2 separate regions of the Mus musculus genome follow, and region 2 is linked to region 1. Evidence: chromatin contacts called from public Hi-C data. All regions are on one chromosome and are shown on one strand. The core of a region is the stretch at or near the end of the contact, and the rest is flanking DNA. Distances in the headings are between cores, read along the strand shown.

Region 1 (3,835 bases), core at 648-3,147:
CTGCCACGGGACTAAGATAGCCAGATGTTCTGGAGTTTCAAGTCTCCCACCATTTTCTCAGACCAACAGCTATACAGTGGGCTAGTCTTTACAGCAAAAAGCTATTCCACCTGAATTACTGTATCAAAGGGTTGCAGTCCATTATGGTAGGACAGAAATGGCAGGCCAGCTCTGTCCATGGGGGCAAGAATGTGTGGCAGAAGATGTTCTCACCACAACAGACCAGGAATCACAGAGTAGGGGGTTCGGGGAGGCAGGACCAGGAATTACCTTCAAAACCACCCCTAATGGTCTGTCTCCACTAGCTAAACACAAATCCAAACATTTCTAGAATCTTCCAAAATAGCACCTGGGGACAAAGCATCCAAACAGAGGTCTCCAGGAAATCTTTCAGATTTAAATCTCTCCACTCATGCAGGCTTTGTTCAGGTTGGGATGGAGCCTAGGGTAGTGCATCGCTGTGCCCGGTTGGTTGAGGCAGCCTGCAGTGTTTGTATGCAAGGCTCCGCTGTGGTAACTGTCAGCAGAGCAGTGGTGAAGGACAGGTGTATGAACCCAGCACTGAGTCCAGCAGCAAGAGGGCAATCCAGAGAGATTAGACAGTAAAGGGTCCATCTATCCCTGTCAAAGGAAGAGGACTGAAGTTCAGGGATGGCAGGGAATTATCTTACGCAAACACCTTCAAAAGTGAAATAACACAGTCAAAACCACAAGTAGGGGAAAAAGAAAAGTCTATGTGCTTACTTAGATAAAAACCAGTGCTCACATAGCAGGCCTTTGATGAGAGACTGGCCTTAGATACAGAAAAGAGGAAGGTACTTTATAGAAACTGTAGCATGCCCAGAACCAGTAAGGCTAATTTAAATATCCATTAAAATCTGTTCTATGAGCCATCTTGTGTTTTCCTTAGCCATTCTGTTGGAGAAAGTTGAGGAAAAATGACTAACTACATCTGGGGAAGTCTGGGGCTTGCTTGGGTCAACATCTGGGGACATATTATGCTTCAACCACATAGTGAATTAATGCAGTGGAAATCACTGTGGAAGAGGGTAGTTAAAGGTAGATACCAAAGGTACCAAGGCTGTTGGGATTCTCTTTACGGAGTCACTGGAATGGAGATTGAGTGTTTTCTCAGGATGGCTCATGCAGTGGCTGAACCTAGGACTTTCTGGTGGTTCCCACGGATGCGGGCTGGCCTTGTGATCTGCCTAGCCCACTGTGGGGAAGTCACTGACACGGATTTCAGCCCATGTAGTGAGCAGGCAAGGAACTCTACATGCCCCCAAGCAGCCACACCCAGCATGCCATGTGTTTTTGCCATAACCATGAGGTTGTCCCCCACATGGCAGTGCTGGCAGTCCCCAGGGAGGCCACTCACCTTTCTGTCTCTTCCCTTCCAGTTGCACTAGAGCAGTTCACGACGGCAGTGAGGCAATGTCCCAACAGGGAGGACCAGGCTTTGCTAATGAAGGTAGGTTATCAGCTAAATTCTTATTTCCTTAAAGCCTCCTAGCGTTTTTTGATTGCCCGGAGGAGAGCACCGGTTTTTGTTTTTTTTTTTTTTTTTTACAAGCGGGAGTAAATTTATCATCTCTGAATTTTGTGCTCCACGGGGATACACTTGTCAGTGGCTGGCGGGAGGGTGGCTGGTTAATGAGCACAACCACAGTCTGTGGAACACAGAAGTGACAGGGAAGTGGGTGTCGACAACTAGCAGGGAGCCTACGTGATTCTCAGTGGACCTGGTTGGTTTTATTTAAACTTCTCTGACAGTCTCGATTCTTTCAGCAGATTTATGAGACTTGGCCAAATTCCATGTCTCCGATTTATACTTTTTAATTAAGACAAAGAATCCCACACCTTCCTGGTTGGCCCCATCCTCCCTATCGTCACCAGCGGGAATGCCATACAAATCAGACCACTTGTGTCAACTGTCGAGACAGTCAACTCATGTCTTAGGTTCTTTGTCCTTGAATCGAAAACAAACTCCTTTTCTTCTCAGGAATAACCATTTTATCTCTTCCCTGATGGCATGGACAGAAGTGCGGTATAACCTATATTTAGGGTGTGCATTTAGGAGAGCCGATAAAGGTCAGGCAAACAGCCTGTGCAATCTTAATAAAAACTGTGTCTGAAGGCAAGAAAGCGGCTCGCAAGTGTAGAGACACACGCACGTTTCCACTGATGACTAAGCCTCCTGTTTTCACCTAGAAATGTACATACTGACCTTGAACACCAGTGTTTCCATGATGTCATTTCCATCCTGTGCCTTCAGGAAACCGTGTATACCAGGAGTTGCATTTCTTTACCTAAATACAGTTTCTTTACCAGGTGTCTTCTGACTTGAGAAATGGGTGGGAAAAAAATAGGATGTTACTCTTAAGGGATTTTTCAACTCATTTGCCTAAGGGGTGATATTTTTGGTCTGTCTATTTTTTTTGTTTGTTTGTGTTATTTTTTTAACTTTCAATGATGCTTATTTTATAATAAGGAAGGTCTGCTGATTCCAAGTGTTGAGTTTATCTGGGAAGCCCAGTTCATCTGAGTCCAGGCTGTGTGAGGCCCTGACTTGGCCTGACAGATTTAAGCACATGAGATGTTTTGGTAGTCTGAGGTCTCCCACACTGATGTTCATTCCCTGCTATGAGCTCCATGCCTCAGCCTGTCCTTCCAAGGACTGGTTGGTTTCCTGTGACCTTGAAGCAGCCTTGGTCACAGACACTCACCTTTTATCCATTATCCATTCATGGGTCAAGACACAGAACCTTCGTCCTCTTCCTTTGCATTCTGTCCGGCATCTTCTCTCTCTCCTCTCCTGATCACCTGGACCCCTGTTCAGGGGGAGAGACTACTGGGTTCCATTCCGTCCTGTAAGTGAGCCTCACTGAAACTTATGTGGGCATCTCAGAGGTGTTTTCAGAGAACAGAACCACTAAGCTCAGGAGGCCACACCATCCGGCTACTTCTAGTTGCCCTTGTGGTCATGTGTCTGAGTCCCTCTCTCGATTTCTTCTGAGCTAAGACAAGTGAGTAAAAACAGAAGCTACCTGAAGGCCACCCCTCCTCCCAAGCTGCCTCCTGTTGCCTCTCACGGCTGCACCAGGAGAGACGGCTCCTTTAGTCCACTTGGTTAGACATAAACACTTGGACTTGGGAGAAGGTCAAGCTTTCCCAAGATGTTTTGGAATGTGTGCACCTCTCAGGATTTTGTGTTTTCCTTCATGTTTCTTCAGACTGTATGACCACACTAACTGAGAGAGCTGTCTGTGGGTGTTTTTTACAGTATCTTCGAGATATTTGAGCAGGCCTCATCAAAGAAGTTTCACTGAACAAAAATGTGTGCTTTGCTCATATCTACGAAGACTACTTTGTAATTTTTTTTTCAAGAGATTGAGGTTTCTTTCATGTCACTTAGGAGAGGCCACCATGTGGGTGTGACAGGAATGTGTAGGATTTTTTTGTGGATATGTATAAAAGGATGTAAGAGAACAATAGATCATTTTGAACACTCAATCAGCTGACCCTTGATGTTCACTTTGGTGTACTTGGAGTTTATATGTAGTAAAATTCTTTTGTGTGTACGTGCATGCATGCATGCATGTGTGTGTGTGTAGTTGAGTATTTTGATCGTATTTGTCTCCCTCCCCCAACTCCTCCAAGATCCATCCCCCTTCCCAGCAGCTGTCAATTGCCAATAGCTCCTTCCCTAGGGGTGGGAGCCCAACTGTGTGCCCAACTCCCCTTAACTCCCCTCTCCACACTGGGATTTGGTCTGTATTTGCACAAGTCTTTTGCATGCTGTCACAAAACTGTAGTTCATATGTGCAGCTATCCT
Region 2 (3,835 bases), core at 888-3,387, 250 kb after region 1:
GAAACTTGGTGTTATTTCCAGGCAATTAACTTAAGAAAGCCTTCTTCATTGGGACAGATGAATGGAAACACAGTCTTCTGAAATCACTGGCTAAACAGTCTAATGGCAGGCAACGTGGTTCAAGCCAAACTCACTAAGTCTAAGAGCATTGGCTTCTGAACTGATACATTAATGAATAGGAACACCCAGGTGCTCTAAGCCAGTTCCCACACTAGCTTCAGGAAAGATCTAGAGCTGATGGGCATCCCATACCCTCTCTAGACAAGCTCCTAGGTCATGCTGTGTCAGAGCATACCCAAAGTTCTGTAAAAGAGTACACACTTTGCCCCAACCACAGGGCACTGAGCTGTGACCTCTGGGGAAGACACTGGCTTGTGTCCAAGAAGGAAGTAGCTGCCTGAGTCTTGAGAGTCCATAAGAACCAGTTTTACACCTGGAGCTGAGAATATACTCCAGGGTGCTCAGTGAGGCTGGCCTCTTGTAATGAAGGACTTGGGTCTTGGGATGCAGATTGTCAATCCCACTGCATGGGAAGGAGGCAACTGCTTTTGTCCTGAGTGGGCTGGGCTGGTGCAGGGGCAGCCGTAGAGTTAACCACAGGCTAGAGGAAAGCTTCCACTTCTTCCAAGGAAGAGAGCAGCTTCAGACTTGCACAATGCTGAGGCCAGACTGGGCCAGTGTACGGCAGTGAGCCACAACTGGGATCCTGGGAAGATCCTGGAGTGATAATCCAGAACATAGAGTGAGTTCAGGCCTCAGAACACAAATTATAAAGCAGCTGGGTCAAATGACAATTGCTTATAACCTCAGTACTGGGGAGGGAGAGATGGGTGGGTCCCAGGGGCTCATTGGCCAACCAACCTAGCCCACTTGTCCAATGAGAGCACTTGGCTCAAAAACAAAACAGAAAACAAAAACAAGCCAAACAAACCACGGTGAGTGCCTAAGGACGGATGCCGGAGGCTGTTCTCTGGCTTCCATGTACACACAGACACAGACACCTACACATGTACAGACACACACATGTGATGCCTTCACAATCACTGCTGGGTCCCCTCTGCTGGACAGCTGACGAGGGATGTAGCTGGTACCTTTCCAAAAGTCCAGGCTTGACTGCATCATATTCTAGTTCATATGTATCCCTGATTGTGCCTCGAGGTACCAGTCCGGTGGACCACTCCCTTGTTACCATTCCCATATCTTCCTCATTGTGTCAAGGTCAGTGGATAAGCCATGTAGGCCCCTGGCCCACAACAGGTACCTAGGCAGCATAGGTTTGGGTTACTCTTTCTGGGCAAACATGGCCAACTCCACTGAGGGACAGTTATGCACTGAACGTCCAGGACCTTGAAAAATACCATGGTGGTTACAAAAAGAAAATGACAGAGGGCCACCACAGGGACATCCACGGTAGCCCTGAGGTGAAGCAGGTGAGCCACATTGGAACACTGACCCTTCTTCAACCAACTTGACAGCAGGTAGCAGGGGCCCCAGAAGGAGTCAAGTGTGGGTCCTCATGGAGTGATGTTTAGGGAAGCTGGCTCTTGCCTAGGCGCTTTCCCCACTGGCTGGAAGGGCTTCTTGAAGGAGAAGAGATGCCAAGGCTGGGTAAAAATGAACAGCAGGCTCATGGGGCAGGGTTCACTGTGCCCTACTTGGACTGGGGCACATGACTAGTTTTCTCTGAGCCAGCACATTTTCCATTCTAAAAATAGCTCGCAATGACCCAAGACATCTTCCCCTCCCGATAGGGCCCGTGGTTCTGTGGTGGTGTTGTTATTATTGTTTTCCCAGAATGTTTGTGATTTCTGGAAGCAGTGAGCATTGAAACCATTATGCTGTCAGTGCGTTATCTGACTGTCCCCCAGATACAACACCTTGAGGACCAATATTCGGCCCTTCGTGGAGGGAAGAGACAGCCCTGGGAGGTAAGGGGAGCCCTCCCCTTACCAACCCTCTTTAGTCAGCCTGTCTTCTCCCTCCATCATGAAAAGCAGGGGGTGCTGCTTAAGTAGAAAGGAGGAGCAGACAGCACCCCCATCCCCACCTCCATGTTAACAGCAGGGCACACCCATGAACCCCAAGGCTGTTGGCCTCTGCCAAAGCCTGACCTAGCCACAGCTGGAGGAGCTTTTAATTGAACATTGGATTTCTGTCTGCCCTGGCAACCTTCCCACATCGATGTTGGGATATTTCTGGGACGTTTAGGACACAAGCCTTTTAAAGAGGAGGTACCCAACACTAGTCAGGTGACTCCTAGGAGCCGAGTCTTTCAACTGCGGGTTTCCAAGCATGGGGCTATTTTTACATATCTGAGTGAAGGCCTATTAATTGCTGCACAAGCACTTCTAGGGAAGTTCATGTTTCCTGGAGGCCAACTGTTAACTCAAGCAATGCCAAGGCTTCTCAACGGGGCGCTGGGAGTGGGGGTTGGGAAACTTTGTGGTTTGCTAAGGAGAGACTGAAAAAAAAAAAAAAACCCACTCACTTTCCCTAAAGGGTTAATGGCTGCAGACAAGACAGCCATATTAAGTTATACCCGGCCAAGGGTGAGCAGTGGGTGAGCAACGCAGGCAAGCAAAAGAAAAAAAAAATGTAGAAAGGGGAAGATAGGAAAAAAAAAACCGCAAGCATATACACCCTCTCCCACATCTCCCAGCCCACCCCCACCCTCCGGCAGAACATTATATGTACAGGCCACAGATTGGAGTGAAGTTAAATTTGGCTCACAGGAATACAGGAAAGAAAGAAAACAGATCAAGTTACACAGAATCCTATTCAGATTTGGGCTTGGGCCTCAGCACACAATGCCTAGCTAAAGAGAACAAGGCCACGGTGTGTTGTGGAAAGCTCCACGCCCACGAGCTCTCCTTTCCCTGTAGTCATCTGCTGGCCCAGCCCTGGGCTGCAGGCTAATTCCCTGCTCTGCAGGTGGAGACGGGATAAAACAAACCAAAATGGTGTAATGGACTGCAGGAAACCCTTCTTTCAGAACTTGATCAGCCTCCAGAAAGGAAACACGCATGGACTTTTCTCCCGACAGCAATCTGTTTTCTTAGGGTGCAGCGAGCAAGAGGCCTGGTGGCCAGGGTAAATAAAACAGCCAGTGGCAGGACTTTTGGCAGGCTGGGTTGCACAGGAAATTTGAAAAGACCGCTTCCTACACTCTGATTCCAATCAAAAGTGAGCTGTCAATCTTGCAGGACGGAGGCACTTGAAAAGCACAAGCCAGGAAAGAGACGCTGCGGGGTGGAAACCCGAGTGGCAGGTGTGTGCCTGGAACCCTCTCCGGCTCCCTCGGGCTGGGTCACCTGGCTCGAACCCAGTCCCAGAAGCCGGATTCTCCAAGTCTTCCAACTGGAGCCAAACAGGACTGCTGGATCGAAACTCTAGGTGGATTTTGGCTTCTCCTTTGAGCAGCTGGGCAGGCTAAGTGGCCCCTGCATGTAAAGCCAGCTATGAGATGGTCAGGTATGTGTTAAACAGGAGAGATTAGACCCTGTCCCTTGAGCAGACAGAGAGGAGAGAGGAGAGAGTCCCGCCAGTGCTCCCCGGGGAAAGTCTCACAATGACCTAAGAATCACCCCCCCCATACTGCTGCGGAGTAGGGTCTTTACAAAGCTATCCTATCCTATACTATTTGAGTTTCTCCTGACTCTAGGTGGGCTGGGCAGGGAGAACACAGACCTCATTGTACAGTGAAGAAGGAAGATGCCTAGCAAGGTTTCTCTTTGCCTCAGAGAATATGGCCTACCATCTGAACAGACATATGCCAGGCCAGGCTGGGTGGTCCAGGATCCTCAGACCTGGGTGTACGTGACAGTCACCAGCCTTC

The links. A called contact is a pair of places that touch in the nucleus more often than the background predicts.
Region 2: a Hi-C map of nephron progenitors shows a contact between it and region 1, with 2.3 times the contacts expected there. The contact joins two enhancer-like sites. A contact is called at or near these places in 3 of 39 promoter capture datasets (the C10 cell line, cranial neural crest and liver), 4 of 484 Hi-C or Micro-C datasets (embryonic stem cells and nephron progenitors) and 2 of 115 datasets of contacts at active chromatin or transcription factors (effector CD8 T cells and embryonic basal ganglia).

The regions. Positions count from the first base shown.
Region 1 is chr2:128,084,959-128,088,793 of GRCm38.p6, forward strand. Acoxl (acyl-Coenzyme A oxidase-like) reads left to right here. Exons shown (of 18, transcript NM_028765.3): 16 at 1,401-1,471. Among named protein-coding and RNA genes, the nearest start is that of Bcl2l11, 39 kb to the right of the region's middle. Within about 2 kb of position 1,898, at least 32 of the 459 cell types and tissues checked have an H3K27ac peak or open chromatin away from gene starts, as enhancers often do. A contact at or near this core is called in nephron progenitors, where this site is marked.
Region 2 is chr2:128,337,029-128,340,863 of GRCm38.p6, forward strand. The region is part of intron 1 of Morrbid (myeloid RNA regulator of BCL2L11 induced cell death); the gene reads right to left. Among named protein-coding and RNA genes, the nearest start is that of Gm14010, 84 kb to the right of the region's middle. Within about 2 kb of position 2,138, at least 119 of the 459 cell types and tissues checked have an H3K27ac peak or open chromatin away from gene starts, as enhancers often do. A contact at or near this core is called in nephron progenitors, where this site is marked.